Regions from separate parts of the Hordeum vulgare genome. Here regions 1 and 3 are each linked to region 2. Evidence: chromatin contacts called from public Hi-C and HiChIP or PLAC-seq data. All regions are on one chromosome and are shown on one strand. The core of a region is the stretch at or near the end of the contact, and the rest is flanking DNA. Distances in the headings are between cores, read along the strand shown. Region 1 holds the start of LOC123448362. Region 2 holds the start of LOC123446910 (FT-interacting protein 3). Region 3 holds the start of LOC123450977 (protein VAPYRIN-like).

Region 1 (2,700 bases), core at 164-2,663, 480 kb before region 2:
GAGAGCAGCACAAGCAGAGAAAGGAGTTATGTAGCGACAACCATCACAGATGCATTATGTTGCACTGCATTATTCTCTGTCAAACACGAGAGTTTTCAAACTTGAAGATGGGTTGAGTCGTAAAATGATTTCCATACTCGAGAAACAAGGGAGTCTGGTCAAATACCTCCTAGCAAAAGTTAGATTTGCCCTCTAATTGTGCATCTTCATATACAGTAACCAAATTCCTATTAAATTTATTACACAAAAAAATCCTATTAATTTTGACACTCTTATCGTAGACTAGAATTCTAATAAAGTATTTATTCATTTCAACTTGAATCACTAAAAAGCATCATTGTTAAGGCCTACTAAAATCCCACCGCGTCATCCAAAATTCCTCCCCGCACTAAGGAAGTTGACTTCACTTTTTGGAGAAATTGTGTTTTAAGGTTTCCTAAGGGCCAATGAAATCCAATTTGTTATCAGTAATCATCTCTCACAGAAATCTTTTATAACATCTTGTTCCCAACCCCTCACGTTCGAAAGTCCCCTCTTATTGTTAGATTTCTCGGGGTTTTTTTCTTTTCTTTAAACACCCAATAGCAACGGAATGCTTCACACAGCTGATCACCGGAGAGCTTACCTTTTTCATTTGACAATTAGAGAAGACATTTTTTTAATAATCCTCTTCCAATTCAGCATTAGAGTGTTCATCGTGATAACGCAACTCATTTAAAGCTACATCACCAATGTCAACAGGACCTAGTGAGCCCATCCTAATATTTTCCAAAAAAATATTCTTATTACCAATGTTTTGGAAGGGAAAAAAAATCTTTTCTGTCCTACTCCATATTTTGAATAATATCAAGATTGTGCTCGATCATTTCAACGGAACATCCCAAGTCCATGGCATGGTTTATTTCTACCACTCTCTACGTTCTTGAATGTTAAAGTTTACTAGATGATGCCCTGGACGTCGCTCGTGGAACCTTATAAACGGCAGAGAAGGAGAATTGAAGCTAAAAGAAAACGTCATTGCTAACAAAAATGATACAAAGTGTTGCTCCCAGCAACCTTATAATGTCTTGAGTTTTCATTCATGCTAGTGAATAAATTTATGAACCCTCCTGCGTGGTAACAACCTGGCTAACCAGTGCTCCTATTAACAAATTTACCTGCATCCTTGTTCTCCCTGCATCGAATGAGTGCATGGCAGAGTTTGGTGCGTGCATCGCCACCTTGTGGCCAAAGCAACAAATCCGAGAGCAGCACAAGCAAAAGGAAGGAGTTGCCTAGCGACAACCATCACCGCCGCATATAGCTATATCATGATCTTCCCTCCTACTTGTCTCCTAACCAACCCTTGTCACTGACAGATCCCAAGGGAGAGAAGAAGAGCAGCGTGCTGTACGTCCATCGACGGTCTCGCCATGCAGGCGGCCGCCGCTACGGCGCCGGCGCCGCGCCACCGCGTGTACACGGCCGTCGAGCCCCGGTGCGAGTGGGCGCGCGCGGCCGACGCCGACACCCTCGTCGTCGACGTCTCAGGTGCGGGCGCCATTACCACAGTCTCTTTAATTACCGGCCGCTGCGTTGTGACTTTTCAGTCTTGTGAAGTGTGTCTTGTCTTGCCCTGGTCTCAGGGTTCGTGAAGGAGGAGCTGAGGGTGCTCTACAACACGAGCCGGAAGCTCAAGGTCGCCGGCGAGCGCCCCGTCGGCGACGGGGGCAATGGCGGCGCGCGATGGGCGCGGTTTCTCAAGTCGTTCCCGGTGCCTAAGAGCGTCCGCACCGGCGGCATCAGGGCCGTCATGGACAAGGACCAGGCCGTGCTCTACGTCATCCTGCCCAAGGGGTCACCACCAACAACAACAGGTCCTCCACCACCACCACCGCCACCGCCGTTGTCGTCGGCCATGGCCACGGAGGAGCAGCAGCCTGGAAGCGCCATGCCCCCGCCTCACGGAGAGCGGAAAGGCGATGGCTCGTCAGGCGGCAGCAGCAGCAGCAGCAATGGCAGCTTCTGGAGCGCCCAAGAGGACGCAGGGAAGAACAGGGCTGAAGAGAAGAACATGGAGACCAAGATTCAGATACAGGAGGAGGAGATCGCCACAGCAGATACACCGAGAACTGATGGTGGTTCCGACGCAAACACCGTGGAAAAAGATGGTGGCGACGATGAAGGTGATGACAAGAGGTGGTGGGAGAAAATGAAGCTCAGGCCTCTGCATGTGGTTGGCTTCGTTGTCCTCGTGCTTGCTGTGGTAGGAATTGGTGCACTGTATGCAATGCTGCTACTCTGAAACATGTACTACAGTTTGTAACTCTCAAATAAGCAGATAACTTGTGCAGATCAAGGAGAAACTCAGAGATGCAGAACAATTTTCATTCAACTCTGTTTATAACCGCGACAAGACCACACAACCTGTAAACAATGAGACCACCCACCAAACACATAGAATACAACGTATGCCATCAACATGTAACAGTTTTACCATAACAGCAGGACTAACCCTAGCCAGACTCGGGCGGTACGATAAAGAATCGGATTATTCGAAACAAACGGCTCGTTTGGCGCTCTGTCCCCACAAAACAATAGGTAGTAGTATCATCAGGCTGTTCGATTTCATGGCTCCTCACTTCGTGCTGGCGAGCTGGGTGCGGATGAGCTTGGCCGCAGCGACCATGTTAGTCAGGGCGGGCTTCACCTCGGTGTACT
Region 2 (2,700 bases), core at 184-2,683:
CGGCGCGAGCGCGCTGTCCGGCGGCGATCGCTTGGGGACCTCCTGCAGGTCGAAGGAGACGAAGCCGAGGTGTGCGTCCGGCGGGGTGGCCTCGCCCTCCTTCTCCGGTTTCTTGGCCTCCTCGTGGACGGTGACCTCCAGGGAGGATGCGGTGAGGCTGGCCTTGTGGAACGCGAACACCTGGTCCCACTCGCCGGCGGCCGTGGCGGCTCGAGTCCGCACGGCGTGAGCGCCGATGCAGAGCTGCGCGTACAGCGGCTGCTTGTCGCCGCCGTCCTGATTCTTCTTGGCCTTGAGAAGCCGGACGAACAGGTAAGGCACGCGATCCACCAGGTCGTACGACGCGCTGCCGCCACCCGAGGAGGCCATGCTCCGCTCGGCGGCAGTCTGGGGAAGGATCTCGAGATCACCGGCGACTCCGGCCGTGGCCAGCTGCATCTTGGACGGCGAGGGTGGCGGGGCCTTGGACGGAGAAGGAGGCACCGCCACCTCCTTCTTGCCCTCCTCCTTGGGCTTCTCGCCGTCTTTGGGCTTGTCGCCGTCCTTCTTCTTCCCCTTCTCCGGCGACTTCTTCTTACCCGCGTCCTCTGCCTTCTTCTCCTCTGGTTTGGCGTCCTCTGCCTTCTTCCCTTCCGCGGGCGCCGCAGCCTCCGGCTTCTTCTCTCCCGCAGCAGCAGGAGCAGCAGCAGCAGCAGCCTCGGCCGGCTCCTTCTTCTCCTCGGCGGCAGGAGCAGGGGCATCGGCCTGAGCCTTCTCCCCCTCCGGCGCGGGAGCAGGGGCAGCAGCAGGGGCGGGCGGGGGGTCGTCGACGAACCAAATCTTGAGGCCGATCTCGCCCTTGATCTGCGAGAAGACGCTGCGCTTCTCGAGCGGGTAGTAGACGAGCGCCTCGTCCCCGGCCCTGGCGAAGGAGGCGGCGGCGACCTTGACCTTGCCGAGGAAGGTGCCCCCGCGGCGGCCGGACCCGGTCCCGGCGACGGCCTTCTTGTCGTTATACACGTTGAGCTCGAGCGTGTCGGCCATGGCGTCGGGGTGGTGGAGGAGGAACTCGAGCCGCTCGCCCCAGTGCGGGTTGAGGTCGCGCGGGCGGGTGGCGGTGCGGCGGCGCTGGCCGTCGAAGTCGACGACGGCGTAGGCGCACGCCGTGCCCTGCCCGTCCTTGGGCATCAGGTTCCGCGCGTTGCACACCTCCACCACCACCCGCCGCCGCGCCCCCTCCTCCATCTCCACCATGGCCGGGGCAAAAGCTCCTTGCTTGACGGACCTCGCCTGGGATCGGATCCGATCCTGGAAGCTTCTTGGCCGTGGAAAGTGATCGAATCTGGGGGAAATCTGCGGGCGCTGTGGGATGAGTGCGGTGATGGTGAGAGCGATGGAGAGTGATGAAGGGGATGTGACCGTTGGAGGCGGCCGGTGACGGTGAGTGACTGGAGAGAGGCGGGGTGGACGCCGGGGTTTAAAAGGGAGGAGGCAACGGCCGGGAGAGGTGGGGCCGTTGGCCACGTAGGCCCGCGGTGGAGGCCACGTGGAGCGGTGACACGGAGCAGTGTCCGGTAGTAGTAGTATAGTACTGTAACTGTAAATGGCAACGGCACTGACGGCCGGAAATGGCGGCGGCCGGCGGGAATCTCGTCGGCGCATGTTTCTCTGCTGCATTTTATAGCAACCTTTAAAAAGTTTATTAAATGTGCATTTCAAAAAAAAATATGCAGATACTCAATTTGGCTCTAGGCCAAAAATGAATTTTACAAGTGTCAAAAATTTGAGAGAAAATGATGGGTTGACTGTCACGTCCAAATGATACATGCAAATTTGCGGGTGAAAAAGCATTTTGACATGTGAATGACAAAAACAAGTCCAACGTCAAATGTTACACTTGATTTTGATTTTTCACCGACGAAGCGCTGCTATATCATATGGCGTGAAAACCGACAAGCACACTTGCCACACTAATATCTACAAAAACAGTCAGAATTTTTAAATTTTATGTACTATATTCATTTTGGTTTTAATGTTTATTAGGGAGGTTATGATTCCCACAACCCAAAATCCGCATTCGTAAAAGTTTCCATTTGCTATGAAGATGTACGTCGAGTCCCTATCCTCAAGCTCTAGTGTATTTTCGATTTTTGGCTTTCTCTCGGTCTTTTGCTGGGCTTTATGGGATTTTGCCTAGTTTCCCTAATAAACGTTTCACTATACGTTTTGTTTCTCCGTCTTAATAAAATCGTCAGAACCCCTGCCTTTTATTGTCAAAATAAAAGTGCATTTACATCATTTCCCTTAAGAATGAGAAAACATGTGTACATTTGGATGAGCACTTGGATCCACAGGTGATGACTGAATAAGATGGTCGTCGAGGTATGGATTAAGCTACCTTTAAGCTAGATTGCAAGGCAGCTTGGGGCCACAAAACATCAGCCAAGCCGAGGCTTGTTCCACTAGAACCAAGTCCATCTTTCACATAGAGATTTGCAAAACTTGTCAAACTTCTTCCTTGTGCAAATCATCTTCCAATTTACGAGAGAATTCTACAAGTTAATGCTCCTTTAAATTGAATTAACCGTTGAGCCATTTTGAAAGCGTCGATTGGTTTACTAATATAGTAGTACCTTGGAACAGAGTGAGTAACATGGGGTAACTTTTTTTAATAAAACGGGCTCTCCCTTTTATTTTATTTATCAAAAATTGTCATGCATT
Region 3 (2,700 bases), core at 44-2,543, 390 kb before region 2:
GTGCTTGGCCCCGTTGGCGAGGAGGAGCTCGGCGATGAGGCACTCGCCGGACGCCGCGGCGATCTCGAGGGGTGTCCTGCCGCGGCTGGGCTTGTCGGCGTCGGCGCCGTACTCGAGGAGCACCTGCACGATGTCAGCGCGGCCGAGGCCGACCGCGAGGTCGAGCAGCGTGCTCCCGGACTCGTCTGCGGCGTCGGCGGCGCGCCACGCGGGGTCGCTGCGGTCGAGCACCTCCCTGAGCGCCTCGACGGCCCCGGTGGCGACGAGGCGCGCGGCGACCTCGGCGCCCACGAAGGACGCCCGGATGCCGCTGTCGACGAACACCTGCTTCTTCCTCGCGGAGAACCACTCCGGGTTGACGGAGTCGAGCGCGGAGACGGGCTCCCTCACCGAGGCGCCGGGCGCCACGACGCTGTGCAGCAGGAAGGCGTCCTCCCCGCGGCTGCCTCCGCCACCTGGCCCGTCGGGCGCCTCGGAGGCCATGTAGAGCACCTCGACGGTGACCGCGGCGAGCGGCGCCAGGATCCCCGTGTGCGGGCGCACGGCGAATCGGCCCCTCACGGCCGGCTGCAGCCTGAAGGCCACCGGCATGGTGTGCATGGCGTTGCGCAGCGTGAGCTCCCCCCTGGCCGCCCTCCCCGGCTCCACCCGCACCACCACCTCGTTCGTCGGCTCCGGGATCACCAGCCGGTCCATCTCGACCCAAACCTTCACGCTCTCTCTCTCTTCCTCTCTCTAGCTTCCGCAGACAGACAGAGCTAGCAGCTAGCTAGCAGCAGGCTAGTGCGGCAATGGCGATGGAGGTGTTGATGCAGGTTGTGGTGGGGGAAGAAGCCATCAAGGGGAGTGAGAGGAGTGGAGGCGGATTATGTAGGAGATGGAGGCGGCAAGGACGGCCGGCGCGGCGTGGAGGCGTGCCACATGGTGGGTGTAAACAACAAGGCGGACTTGTTCCATGTGCTGGCCGCGGGCATGCGCCATGGCTTTGTTTAATGGAGGTGGAGTTTGGTCCGCAGGGGCAACGGGGATGGGGAGGGTCCGATGCTGGCTCGACTATGGAGCGTAGCGGCGGAAACTTCCCGGCTGCCCCGGCCTTGCCCGTCGCCGTCTGCCGCTCGTCGTTGTAGGCCATCCGTAAACTAATGATATGAACAAAGCAGACGTGATTGGCTGGTAAAATTTATCATCAGATTTCCATTCAAATTTGTTGTCTAATACACCTATGTGGGAGTTTGACAGCAAAAACAGTAAAATTTCATGTGGTATGAGCTATCAAATTTGCTGTGGCATCTAGAATAATTTGCATGCTTCATTTTGTGCCAAGTACTTACTATTTAGTACGTACTCCTCAGACTTAACTGACAGCATGCCTCAAGAGAATGGTAGATTACCGCTACTGCCATTCAGCATGCTCCAAAAGGATCTATGGATATTCCTCTCAGAAATCAAAAGAACAAATTACTGCACGATATATAACTTGTTTTTTGTGCCCTTGTTTTTGTGCTGGCAGATAGATGCTCTACGTCTGCAAGAGAGCAAACGCAGGATAATTCACTGTCCCTGAACTCTTAACCAATAATTACTCCCTCCGTCCGAAAGTACTCGTCGCACAAATGTATAAAAATGAATATATCTAGAACTAAAATACATCTTGATACGTCCATTCCTATGACAAATATTTTCGGACGGAGGAAGTAATTTTTTTGCGGGGAGTTAACCCTATTATTTTTACTGAAGAAAAACTGGAATCAGAAGCATCAAACCTTCCTTTGTAGCATCTCAGTCATAACAATCCAAGTAAGGTCATTCAATCATGTCACTGTAATGCTTCTCGGCCAACTTTGCTGTCTGTCTACTCCGATGGGTCACCAACCAATTGCTGGTGTTCTGAATTTCAGACCGTCTTTAATCTAACCCTATTTTCGAGAGAGACAAGATCATCAGTCTACTTCTGCGCATAGCGTCTTCTTAGAAATCCTCGCAACAAGTCCCTAAATTCTTTCGAGTCCGGTATCAATGTTCCATCTTTGTGAAACTCCTAACGCATTTCTTGGACTTTCCTGCCTCTGCATCCAAGAAAATGGCACAACAATGACAAAAAGTGTGCCACCTCTCCATGAAACCTTCCGTATAGGACAGCGCAATGTCATGATCAGAATTCTTGCATTTGTCATGCTATGGGACAGGCAAATCAAAACTGCTTGTCGTCTGCGTATATCGAATGGCTCGGGTGGATTAGTTAACGTTATTTACTTGAAGACACATTGCTTGCCTCACCGGCGTTTAGTTGAAAATTGACACTCGTCCCTTGTGGAAATTATGATGATCTGGTGCTGTAAATCGCTTTGGTTGCATCCTCCCTCATTGCTGCATTTACAAGGCAGGTGGAATTGTTATTTTTCTTTTTGCAATGGATTTACAGTGCCAGCCAAGAGCTTGGATTTTACAACGGGGAGGAAGAACTCATGTTTATCTGTCCATCCTTGCTCTCATCTTAAGTTTTGCAAGGTAAGTATACAATGTTATGTGCTTTTCGCCGGTTAGACACATCACTTATCTTACTGGGATAGCACATTGTCTGGCATTCTGTTTGCTAGTAAGCAGTAGTGATGGTTTTTGCTCTTCCTGCCGAGCCTAATGAATTGGTCCACGCGTCTTTTTCAGGTCATTAATTAGTATCTTTCTTTCTTTGTGAAAAAA

The links. Hi-C and Micro-C count contacts between places; a contact is called where the count stands out from the background. HiChIP or PLAC-seq counts read pairs in DNA pulled down with a chosen protein or histone mark.
Region 1: a contact with region 2 is called in a Hi-C map of leaf, with 3 times the contacts expected there. The contact joins the promoter of LOC123448362 here to the promoter of LOC123446910 in region 2. A contact is called at or near these places in 2 of 6 Hi-C or Micro-C datasets (leaf and seedling) and 1 of 1 datasets of contacts at active chromatin or transcription factors (embryo).
Region 3: an H3K4me3 HiChIP or PLAC-seq map of embryo shows a contact between it and region 2, with 6 times the contacts expected there. The contact joins the promoter of LOC123450977 here to the promoter of LOC123446910 in region 2. A contact is called at or near these places in 2 of 6 Hi-C or Micro-C datasets (both in leaf) and 1 of 1 datasets of contacts at active chromatin or transcription factors (embryo).

The regions. Positions count from the first base shown.
Region 1 is chr4H:4,814,289-4,816,988 of MorexV3_pseudomolecules_assembly, reverse strand. It overlaps LOC123448362, which reads left to right and starts at 1,413. Exons shown (of 2, transcript XM_045125212.1): 1 at 1,413-1,530; 2 at 1,626-2,481. The coding sequence starts at 1,413. The coding sequence ends at 2,284. It overlaps LOC123446921 (5-methyltetrahydropteroyltriglutamate--homocysteine methyltransferase 1), which reads right to left. Exons shown (of 14, transcript XM_045123468.1): 14 at 2,354-2,700. The coding sequence ends at 2,618.
Region 2 is chr4H:4,338,487-4,341,186 of MorexV3_pseudomolecules_assembly, reverse strand. It overlaps LOC123446910 (FT-interacting protein 3), which reads right to left and starts at 1,433. Exons shown (of 1, transcript XM_045123456.1): 1 at 1-1,433. The coding sequence starts at 1,233.
Region 3 is chr4H:4,723,945-4,726,644 of MorexV3_pseudomolecules_assembly, reverse strand. LOC123450977 (protein VAPYRIN-like) reads right to left here and starts at 1,293. Exons shown (of 1, transcript XM_045127986.1): 1 at 1-1,293. The coding sequence starts at 696.